Regions from separate parts of the Sus scrofa genome. Here all the other regions are linked to region 1. A link is a contact called in public HiChIP or PLAC-seq data. All regions are on one chromosome and are shown on one strand. Each heading gives the region's core, a stretch centred on a gene start, on an enhancer-like site or on the middle of the called end of the contact. The rest is flanking DNA. Distances are from core to core; before and after follow the strand shown. Region 1 holds the start of GADD45G (growth arrest and DNA damage inducible gamma). Region 2 holds the start of NFIL3 (nuclear factor interleukin-3-regulated protein). Region 3 holds the start of AUH (methylglutaconyl-CoA hydratase, mitochondrial).

Evidence for each region. HiChIP or PLAC-seq counts read pairs in DNA pulled down with a chosen protein or histone mark.
Region 2: a contact with region 1 is called in an H3K27ac HiChIP or PLAC-seq map of alveolar macrophages. The contact joins the promoter of NFIL3 here to the promoter of GADD45G in region 1. A contact is called at or near these places in 4 of 47 Hi-C or Micro-C datasets (embryonic fibroblasts, heart right ventricle, mesenteric adipose tissue and 1 more) and 1 of 2 datasets of contacts at active chromatin or transcription factors (alveolar macrophages).
Region 3: a contact with region 1 is called in an H3K27ac HiChIP or PLAC-seq map of alveolar macrophages. The contact joins the promoter of AUH here to the promoter of GADD45G in region 1. A contact is called at or near these places in 1 of 47 Hi-C or Micro-C datasets (heart right ventricle) and 1 of 2 datasets of contacts at active chromatin or transcription factors (alveolar macrophages).

The regions. Positions count from the first base shown.
Region 1 is chr14:1,164,559-1,167,739 of Sscrofa11.1, reverse strand. GADD45G (growth arrest and DNA damage inducible gamma) reads right to left here and starts at 1,740. Exons shown (of 4, transcript NM_001185129.1): 1 at 1,595-1,740; 2 at 1,232-1,333; 3 at 888-1,101; 4 at 202-808. The coding sequence starts at 1,647. The coding sequence ends at 698.
Region 2 is chr14:2,602,042-2,605,222 of Sscrofa11.1, reverse strand. It overlaps NFIL3 (nuclear factor interleukin-3-regulated protein), which reads left to right and starts at 1,449. Exons shown (of 2, transcript XM_001928870.6): 1 at 1,449-1,581.
Region 3 is chr14:2,544,884-2,548,064 of Sscrofa11.1, reverse strand. It overlaps AUH (methylglutaconyl-CoA hydratase, mitochondrial), which reads left to right and starts at 1,736. Exons shown (of 8, transcript XM_013990241.2): 1 at 1,736-2,036. The coding sequence starts at 1,778.

The DNA.
Region 1 (3,181 bases), core at 491-2,990:
GGAGGGCACGGCTCAAGTTCTGCTAACACCCAGCCAACGCCCCCTCCCCCACTTCGAGCACCCCGGGAGCCTGTAATTCAGCCCTAACAGGAAGATGGAACAGGTGCCAGCGAGTTCCGGGAATTTCAGAAATCGTCAGCAATCCCGCTAACCACCTTCCCCTCAGACAAAGATCCCCTGCCCTCAATAAAGAGAGTTAAGTTTTTTTCAGTAAGTTTATTGTAAGACTCAACGCTGCAGCAGCATAATCCTTTAGAAAACGAAGCATCGCCCGGATCCGTTTTGAAACAGCAGTGCCTACTGCTAAGTCCGTCAGAGCTTCTGTTACTGTACAAGTCCAGGCCTCCTGGCCTTGCCTTTCCCCTCCTTTCTGCCGGGAGCACAGGCTGCTGAGTCACGCCTGCCCGGCCAGTCTGTCCTTCCCGGCCGCGCGGCCAACGTCCCGCCTCCGGCCTTCCTGGGCGAGCAACCGCTCCCCACACTTGTAGAGTCCTGGGCTGGGGCCAGCCTGCCCCTGTCGCCGCCGGGCCCCTCCTCGGGAGGGAGCCGCACCTCCTCGCCGCTCTCCACGCGCCGGCGCCTGCCAGTCTCCACGCCGCACTCGGGCGCCCTCCTAGGGCGCATCCACAGAGCCAGCCCCGCGCTAGGCGCCCCGGGGCGTTACCACGTCGATCAGACCAAGACCCCCGCCGGGCTGTCACTCGGGGAGGGTGATATTGGGCACCCAGTCGTTGACGCTGCGACTCTCCTCGCAGAACAGGCTGAGCTTCTCCAAGGCGGGGTCCTTCCACGCGTCCTCATTGGGGTTCTGCGAAGAGAGTCCAGAGGTCAACCGGGCTGGCCGCTGGCAAGGGCAGGGATGACATCGGGATGGAGGCGACACTCACCGAAATGAGGATGCAATGCAGGTCTCCCGGCGTGCCCGCCTCGTCACCGGTGCCCACGATCGCCGCCAGCCGCTGTACATCGCCCACACGCACGATGTCGATGTCGTTCTCACAGCAGAACGCCTGGATCAAAGTGAAGTGAATTTGCAGCGCAATGTCGCCCTCGTCTTCCTCGTCAGCAGCCAGCACGCAAAAGGTCACGTTGTCGGGGTCCCTGCGCGAGCGAGAAGGAGGTGAAGAGGTCAGATCGGTGTGCCCCGGGTGCCCCGTGCCGCCTTCTCCCCGGTCTCCCTTGCCGCTCTGCCCGCCCCCGGCCGCCTCGCCCGGACCGCGTCTATACTCACACATTCAGGACTTTGGCGGACTCGTAGACGCCGGCGGTGAGGCAGCCCTGTCGCTGCGCCGACAGCAACAGCTCGTGCAGTGCTTTCCCGGCGCCCTGCATCCTGTGGAGGAGCCACCGCCATGAGCGTGGACAGGCCGGAGGGTGAGCCAGGACCCCCGAGCCCTGGGAGGCACCCCCGGCGCCCGACTCCGGCGCTCCAGCCCAGTGCCGCACCCCCAGCCCAGCGGAAACACTTGGGCCTGACTTCTACCCAGCGGACCCCCACCCCGGAAGGTTTCGAAGACTGCGCCCAACCAGCCGCGGCCAGGGCAGGACCAGGATCCCGGAGCCCTGAGACGTTCGGCGCTCAGCGCGGACTTACCTGGCCGTGCTTTCTGGAACCGTATCCTGGCCGCGAACTTCTTCCAGAGTCATGTTGCGATCCGCAAGCAGCAAGTTATCCACAAAAGCAGAGGGCGGAGCGGACGCGAGCGAAGAGAGATCAGCCCGCAGCTCTGCTCGGCGTGCCCACCGCCAGCGAGTGAGCCCGGGTCCCGCCGCGCGCCTTTATATAGGCTGGGTCTTCGGCGCCGCCAGCTGGCGCAAGCCTGCGCGCCCATTGGCCGGCGCCCGCTTTCTGATGCAAATGAGGCGGCGGCCGGCGGCTCGTGCCAGAAGGCCACGTGGGGAGGGGTGCGGGGGATGACAATGCCTCAAATCTGCTGCTTTTGTCGGGGTGTTACCAGGCAGCCTGGAGCCTGCAGATTTCATCTAGCCTTTTTGTTTTTAAGTCTTTAAAAGGGAAAAGTTTAAAAAAAAAAAAAAAGCCAAACCCTTGCTAGCTAATAGTACGCTGCAATTTGTGAAATGCACCGTTGGAGAATCTAATGAATTTATTTTTGCATTTATTTTTGTTGTTACCTTTCTATTTTTTCTTTACTCTTAATTTGGAGTTTATGAGACAGTAGCTTTTAAAGCGGAACTTAAAAACACACAGTCCTGGCTTTAAGCTTGCAAAAGGCCCGGGCGCAGCTCCCTCCACCTGACACTAGGGCCCGGAATGCGAGGTTCTCCCTGCAGAATCAAGGCTCCGACCCCGTCGCGCTGGAAAGTCCCACCCGAGCTCCCCGCCCTCTGCAGAGCGCTGCGGGGCGCCGGGGCTCCCGAGCAGATTGCGGCCGGCGCACGCGGCTCGTTTGCATTTCTATGGAGGACGCACAATAGCGGAGGTCTGGCGTGTGGCGGTTTGTGGGAGGGACAATCGAAGCTTTCTCTTCATAGCGACACTGTCCACCTGCCGCTGGGTGGGGTGGGTAGGGCCCTGCCGCTCGTGGGGGTCGCCGGGCTGCCTGGCGCGTGGGGGTCGGGGCCGCGTGCCGCTCCTGCCCTCCTCGGTGCGCGGCTCCCCACCCCCACCCCCGCACAGGCCCTGCTGCACCAGCGGCACGTTTGCATGTAATTCCGCCCCACCGGGTCCTTGCACACGTGCGGAACAGCGGTGGCAGTTGGAAGGAACACCTGGCTGCTGCACCATTTACACAGCCGGCTGCGCTCAGCCCGGACCCCTTGGCTCCAGGCCCCTAGAGCTTGGGGAACGCGGCTCGGAATATCTTTCCCGGAGCGCCATCTACAGGCCGGCAGGAAAGATCCTGACCACCTCCCTCCCCTACACTTGCATTGACCACTAGTGACTTGGCCTGCAGCCTCCTGGTCAAGGAGCTGCCCTGGTAGGGTCGGCTGAGCTCCCTCCAAGCTGCGTATTAACAGAAGTCAGAAGAAAGGCTGCAAAACCCACGCCGGAAGGAGTTGGGGACAAACGAAAAGACCCTTCGCTCACTCAACTTATCACTTTTGGTGTCTGCATCTCTCTGCTCTACGTTGAAACCAGTGCTGCGGTGCATTCCATTGCCCCTCTTTTCTAGATGAGGCCTTAGAGACTGGACAGGACTGTTTGCGGGCCGGGGTGAAT
Region 2 (3,181 bases), core at 200-2,699, 1.4 Mb before region 1:
AGAACAATGTGGGAGAATATGTTGTAGATGTGCTCTGGGGGGCTCTGGATTTCTATGAATTAGCTCCATTTCTAACCCTGTAAAGGTAACTGACATGCATATGGTTTTCATTTCATCTAAAAGTGGTTTTTCAAAGCTATAATGGGCATTGTGAGGACTGAGGATGAGGAGGAAATGTATTATTGCAAGTGAGAAAAGTGGAGAATATAAACCAAAATCAGGATTCATTTTCATCAATGGAGTCAGTTCTTTGGAATAAATATCTAATACAGGTGACTGACTCAGAAGCCACACACAGATGTGCTTCTTGAATTGGTGAGCACTTGGAAAGGTGCATTTGGGGAAGATGCTAAAACCCATATTGCAGGTCTATATTGTCAGAGCCTTGTTGGTAAATCTACACCTTACCAGGTGAATCGTGAACATGTGTGTGTTCTGAACAGCAGCATTGTCCTTGGAGAATAGTTTGAAACGTGAAGCTTTCCAAAACCTAATATGTGATAAGAATGTTTAAGCATCCATTTGGGGGTACTTACAATTCCTCAGTAAGAGACTGAGGAAGATAGAAGAGACAAACTTAGCAAGCAGATTTTCTATTGATGATAGACCTCGGTGAGGGTAGCTGGGAGAAAGGAAGGTGTTCACTCTATATTTTGGTGTTTAGTTCAACTTTTTTAAAGAATATTTTATCATAAGAAAAAGAAGTGGAAAGTCATGCAAGGCATTCAGCCCAGCTTCCACACAGTCCAAGCAGAGCAGGAGGTCTTTCCGCACCTGCCACATTCCCTATTTGGGCAATCTGTGCGTCACTATCAAGAATATGGCTCCCTTCGTAAAAGGCAGGCGCTGCCGCTTTTATCGATTTATCTATCTATCAGGAAATGCGCCGTGTGTGTGCCACGTGCCTTTACAGTCTTTAGCTCAATGACCTGACTCGCCGGGAGGTGCCCTTTCCCCCATTTCTTTACGTCTGTTACGTAGCCCGGGAATTTGGGAAGAAGACAATTGCATCCAATTAGAGGCAGAAATGACCGACTTGCTTCTACTTCAAGATCAAGAGACTCTGAACCTCTGTCTCAAGCGCCAGCAGCAAACACCAGCGAGCGTACAGGATGGGCGCACCCGGCCCGCGGACCCGCACTCCGGGCGGCCACTCTCGGCATGGCCGGGGGAGGGGGCAGATGGACCTTGGCCAGCTTCGTTTCCCAGTCGTGTTACGCAACAACTTTGCAGCCGTCATCTTCGCCCTAATTGTGTAGGGGGCGGTGTTCGTGCGTTGCGCTTTCTCCCCCCACCCCACCCCCCGCGCTCCCGGCCGTCGCGCTCCCAAGGGAGACGCGCGGGGCATTGTAATCGCTGCCAACGCAGCACCGCGGGGCTCGGAACCGCCACCCGCCTCCCTCCCCTCTGCGGCCGGCCCTGAGTTCTGGCCGCTCGCCTGCGCTCACCCTCGGCCTCCTCTCTCGCCCACCCCCAGGAGGAGGGGTCCTCTCGGCGTTTAGAGAGGGGAAGGCGGAGGTCCCTGCCACGCCCGGGTCGAGGCAGCCTCCAGCCCTCCGCCTGGTACTCGGTCGGCAACAGGTAGCCTGGCTCGCTGAGCGCTCGGGGAAACAAAACGCGCCTCTGCGAGTGAGCGAGGGTCGCTGGGCTTAGGTACCTCGGTGACCGAGAGGGTGAAGGCAACGGTGAGGGGAGAGGGACGGCAAGGTAGGGGGTCTCGGGCCCCTCCTCAGGCTTGCCCCGGTCGAGGTGGCCACGCTGGCCGTTGTGCAGCCCTGAAGCGGGGCGCGAGGCGCTGGGCGCGGGTCCTCCAGGCGCTCGGGCGGTGGCAGTAGCCGCGGCCGGGAAGGGACGCGGGCTGCTTGCTGGTGGCGCTGCCGGGAGGGGGCGCGGGCGGGGGCGGGGCCTGTGAGAGCCCGCCCCCGCCGGCTGCGGCCATTGGCGGTGGGCTGGGGGCGGGTGCGGGCACAGCGATTGGGGCCGCGGCCGCCCGTCACGGCTAGGCTGGCGGGCGGCGACGTAGCGCCGCGCTCGGAACTGACCTACTAACACACATCTCCCGGCGCGGCCACGGCGCCCGCGGACCCGGCGCGCCGCCCGCCTCCCGCGCCGCGCCCTCGCCGCTCCTGCCGTCCCGGAGGCCTGGCCGGACCCGGATCCCTGAGCGCCTCCAGCTCGGCTCCCGACTCCCTGCTCTTTCTCCCTGTCGCCCCGGCTCGCCGGCCCGAGAGCAGGAACACGGTAAGCGCTCCGCCCACCGCCTGCCCGGGCCCGGTGCCCCGTTCCCCGCCCGCTCCTGGGGCGCGCGGCCGGCGGGCACTGGGCGCGGACCGGGCTGCGCGCGGGGCCGGGCTGTGCGCGGGACTGGCCGGCGGCTGCGAGTGTGCGCGGGGCATTCATTACATAAACTTTTGCTGCCTTGTCAGGAGGGGACTCGCCACCTTAAGGTGGCTGCTTTGATTGCAGCGCCCTCGCGCCGGCACGTAGTCCGAGCTGGCTTGCGCTCCCCCCGCCACTGTTGCATAATGTCTCCTGATTTCAGGAAAATTGATGTTTTGGTAGAGAAGAGCGCCGGGGAGACTGAGCCATCTCCTGGGGAAGGGCAGCGCTCTTTCCTTTCTCGTGCCTTCTGCGGGGCTGGCGGCGGAGGAGAGGAGGGGGGCTGACTAATGGGCAATAGTCTTGATTTTCTCGTTGAGAAAGAGCATTGGTAGCGTGAACGGTGACGGCATTCGGAGAATGCCTGCGCTGCGTTTGTTTGTGTCCGGGGCTGAGTCTGCACAGACGTTTTCCACCCTGTTTGTCGTCAGCGTGTTTTACCAGCGCTCGGGGAGGTTGTGGGATTTGTCCTTGCATACATTGCATAATCTGCCCACCGTGAAATACTGGCAAGGATTACGGGCTGATGTGGGAATGTGCGCGTACGTGTGCAATGATTTGGTAATTTTAGCGCAGCATTGGATATCAGATCTTTATTTACCTGTATACTACGTTCCCAATTAAAAAGATGTATTTTTAAACACTCCTACAAAACGTGAAAGGAAGAATTCCTCTGGTTGTATTCTGATCTTGGATACTGCCCGGGCTCGTCCCTTGGGTGTTCTAAGCTATTATTTTTAAATCTGAGACGAACCATTGTGACGTTCACCTCCCCACCTTCCTAATGTTAATTCATTCCTTT
Region 3 (3,181 bases), core at 487-2,986, 1.4 Mb before region 1:
TTGAATTTTCAGACCAGTCTGTGGTATCTGCTACAGCAGCCCCAGCTGGCTAATAAACTCTTTTTAGACTCCTTTACTGTTGTAGAGGACAGAATAAAATTCCTACTGACTGGAAAAAATGTATAAGGAACAGGAACCCCCAAGACCTGAAGAGGAAGGGGGGCTAGAATGACAGCTTTCCAGTGACGCTCTGACAAAGCAGGAACTCTTTTCTTCTGTCTGAGAGGTAAAAGGGAGACACTATAACTTGGAAGCCTAAGAAAGGTAAAGAGCGATGGAGTTGGCCTTCAAATTGTAGAATTTCATGGCCAATTCTCATTCTAGGTGTGCTCATAGCAGAGATTTAGGGCCTCGTGGGGAAGGCACCATTCAAGCTTTCCCTGGGTCTGGGAAGGGAACATCAAAGGATATGAGGGGCAGAGGAAGGCAAACAGGTGGCTTGGAGGAGAAGGCTGGGTGAGAGGCTTGGAGGTCTTCCAGAAGTGTCAATAACTAGTTGTCCAGGGCAGGCTTCCAGCTCAGTCCAGGGCAGCACAGACTCACTGGATTTGAATTAGGGTCCACGTGAACTGGGGCATCTATCATTTATTTTGCACTAATAACTAAACATTTCTTATAACCGTTTTTAGACTTACAGAAGATGTGAGAACACAGTACAGGGTTCCAGTAGAACCTCACCCCTAGCCTCTCCTACATTAATATGGTACCTTTGCTACAATCTATGAACCTGTAATGACATGTTATGAACTAAAGTCTATATTTGGATTCCCTTCATTTTTGCCTAAGTTCCACTTTCTGTTGCAGGATCCAAGCCATGATCGCACATTACATTTAGCTGCCATTTAGGTTTCTCTTGGTTGTGACAGTTTCTCAGACTTACTTTTGATGACCTTCACAGTTTTTTTGTTTTTTTTTTTGCCTTTTTGTCTCTTTTGTTGTTGTTGTTGTTGTTGTTATTGTTGCTATTTCTTGGGCCGCTCCCGCGGCACATGGAGGTTCCCAGGCCAGGGGTCGAATCGGAGCTGTAGCCACCGGCCTACGCCAGAGCCACAGCAACGCGGGATCCGAGCCGCGTCTGCAACCTACACCACAGCTCACGGCAACGCCGGATCGTCAACCCACTGAGCAAGGGCAGGGACCGAACCCGCAACCTCATGGTTCCCAGTCGGCTTCGTTAACCACTGCGCCACGACGGGAACTCCCTTCACAGTTTTAAAACTGTTCAGGAAAGGCCGTGCCACCTGCCTGAGATGGCGGGCTAAGGACCCCTGTGTTCTTTGACTGTTTTCCAGCCATTCCTGAACTCCGTATGGTGAGGATCACATATGTTTACAGGCACCTTTAACTGATAATTCACGGCTCTTATATGCATGAGTAAGTACACTTACCGAGTACACCGGTTATAAACAGGATCCCCTCGCAGAGCTGCCATCCTGTCAGCCAAACCTTAGTTCACTTTTGCAGGGAACACATGACCCGAGGGCATAGCCCAGGGAATGTAGGGAGGCGACTCTCTTCGGGGCGTTCTTATAGAATGTGTTCTACCCTAAAACATTGCGCAGTCTTGGAGAATTACTTCACCCTGCCTTTGCTGGACAAAGCATTACACTCTGTGTCAGGCAAGGGAGGCCTGTGCAAGGAGGATCTGGAACGAGGTCCTCGGTGTTGGGCGGGGCGAGCCCTCGGGGGCGGGGCCAGGGAGGGGCGACGCGGGGGCGGGGCCTGGGCGTGCCCTGCGGCGTGCAGCGACCGCAGGCCCACGCCGTAAACAGAGAACATGGCGGCGGCAGCGGGGGTACCTGGGGCCTTAGGTACCCTGCGGGCAGGCCGCGCCCGCTTGGTGGCTGCTTACTGTGCGGGGATCGGCCCCGGGTGGAGGCTCCCTGGCTCCTGGACCGGCCTGCCGGTAGGGCCGGCCATCTGGGCTCGGGGCTGGACGCCCGCGGCCGGGGGTGCGGCCTGGCGAAGGGGCTACAGCTCTGAGGCGAAGACGGAGGACGAGCTGCGGGTGCGATATCTGGAGGAGGAGAACCGAGGTGAGGGGCGCGACGCGGGCTGACGCCGGTCCTAGGAAGGGGTCGCAAGGTCGAGTGTCCGGGCTGACGTCCTTGTCCGCCGAGAGGCCTGGGGGGCCTTCCCCTCCCCCATCGAAGCATTGCAGCTATTTAGTGCTCTCCACGCTTAAAGGTGTCCTACGGAGCAGCTAACCTGTAAAAGCGGCCCTACTCAGCGCCGAAGACAGAAACGCAGTTTACGCCCTCAACTCTAGACGAGCCAAGGTCAATAAACCGGGTGTGTGATATTTGCTTCCAGATTTTGTTCTTGCTCTGTAATGGCTTTCTGTCAACTCAGATATCAGAGGGATAGTTTTAGAAGCTGCAGTGAGAGTGCACTTTATTATGCTGAACATATTTAAATTTAAAGCTGTTCATCTGGAGCAGTTTTTCCCTTTGTCCATTTTATCTGGTTAGTTTTGTGGTCTGTTTCACTTTAGTTAAACAGTTTTGAGCCTTGTCATGTTCTTCCAAGCGACTTGCTAAGGGAACACAATTGTAGTCGTATTGATCTTGCCCTTGAGCTACCTTCAGTGGGAGGAGACAGACTCATTAGCAATACAATGCGGTGGGAGTAAGATTGTGGGTGTGTGCCTTTCGGTGGAATTACTGTAGAAGCTCACTATCTTTGGCTTGCCTCGTTGGGAAAAGCTAAATGGATCATGAAAGGTGGAAATAGCAGTTTACCAGAAGAGCAGTTATTTAATTCTAACACGCAGTTATTGAGCACCTATAATCTGTTAAGCGAAAGTGCAAAAGGAGTTAAGTCATGTTTGCTGTCTTTAAGCAGCTACCAGTTTAGCGAGGAAGATGCTGGTGGTTAAAAGGCTATGCTAATTTAAAGCCTTGTTGAGAGCAAAGGGCAGTAATACGCCCAGCTGTATTTGGGGAGATTGGTGGAGTCCATGGGGAGTCATTAGGATTTCTTGCAGTGGAATTTGACGTTAATGAGGGTTCCTAGGCAAACTTGCTCTGCTTCCACTATCTTATGTGTAAAATAGGAGAAATAATACCAACTTTGTATGGCTGCTGTGAAGTTTAGATAAGAGTGTTAATATAAATTGCCCACTAGGTATCTAGCTCATAGTGGGTGCTCTGGAGTATAATGAGTTATTTCATGTGTTTAT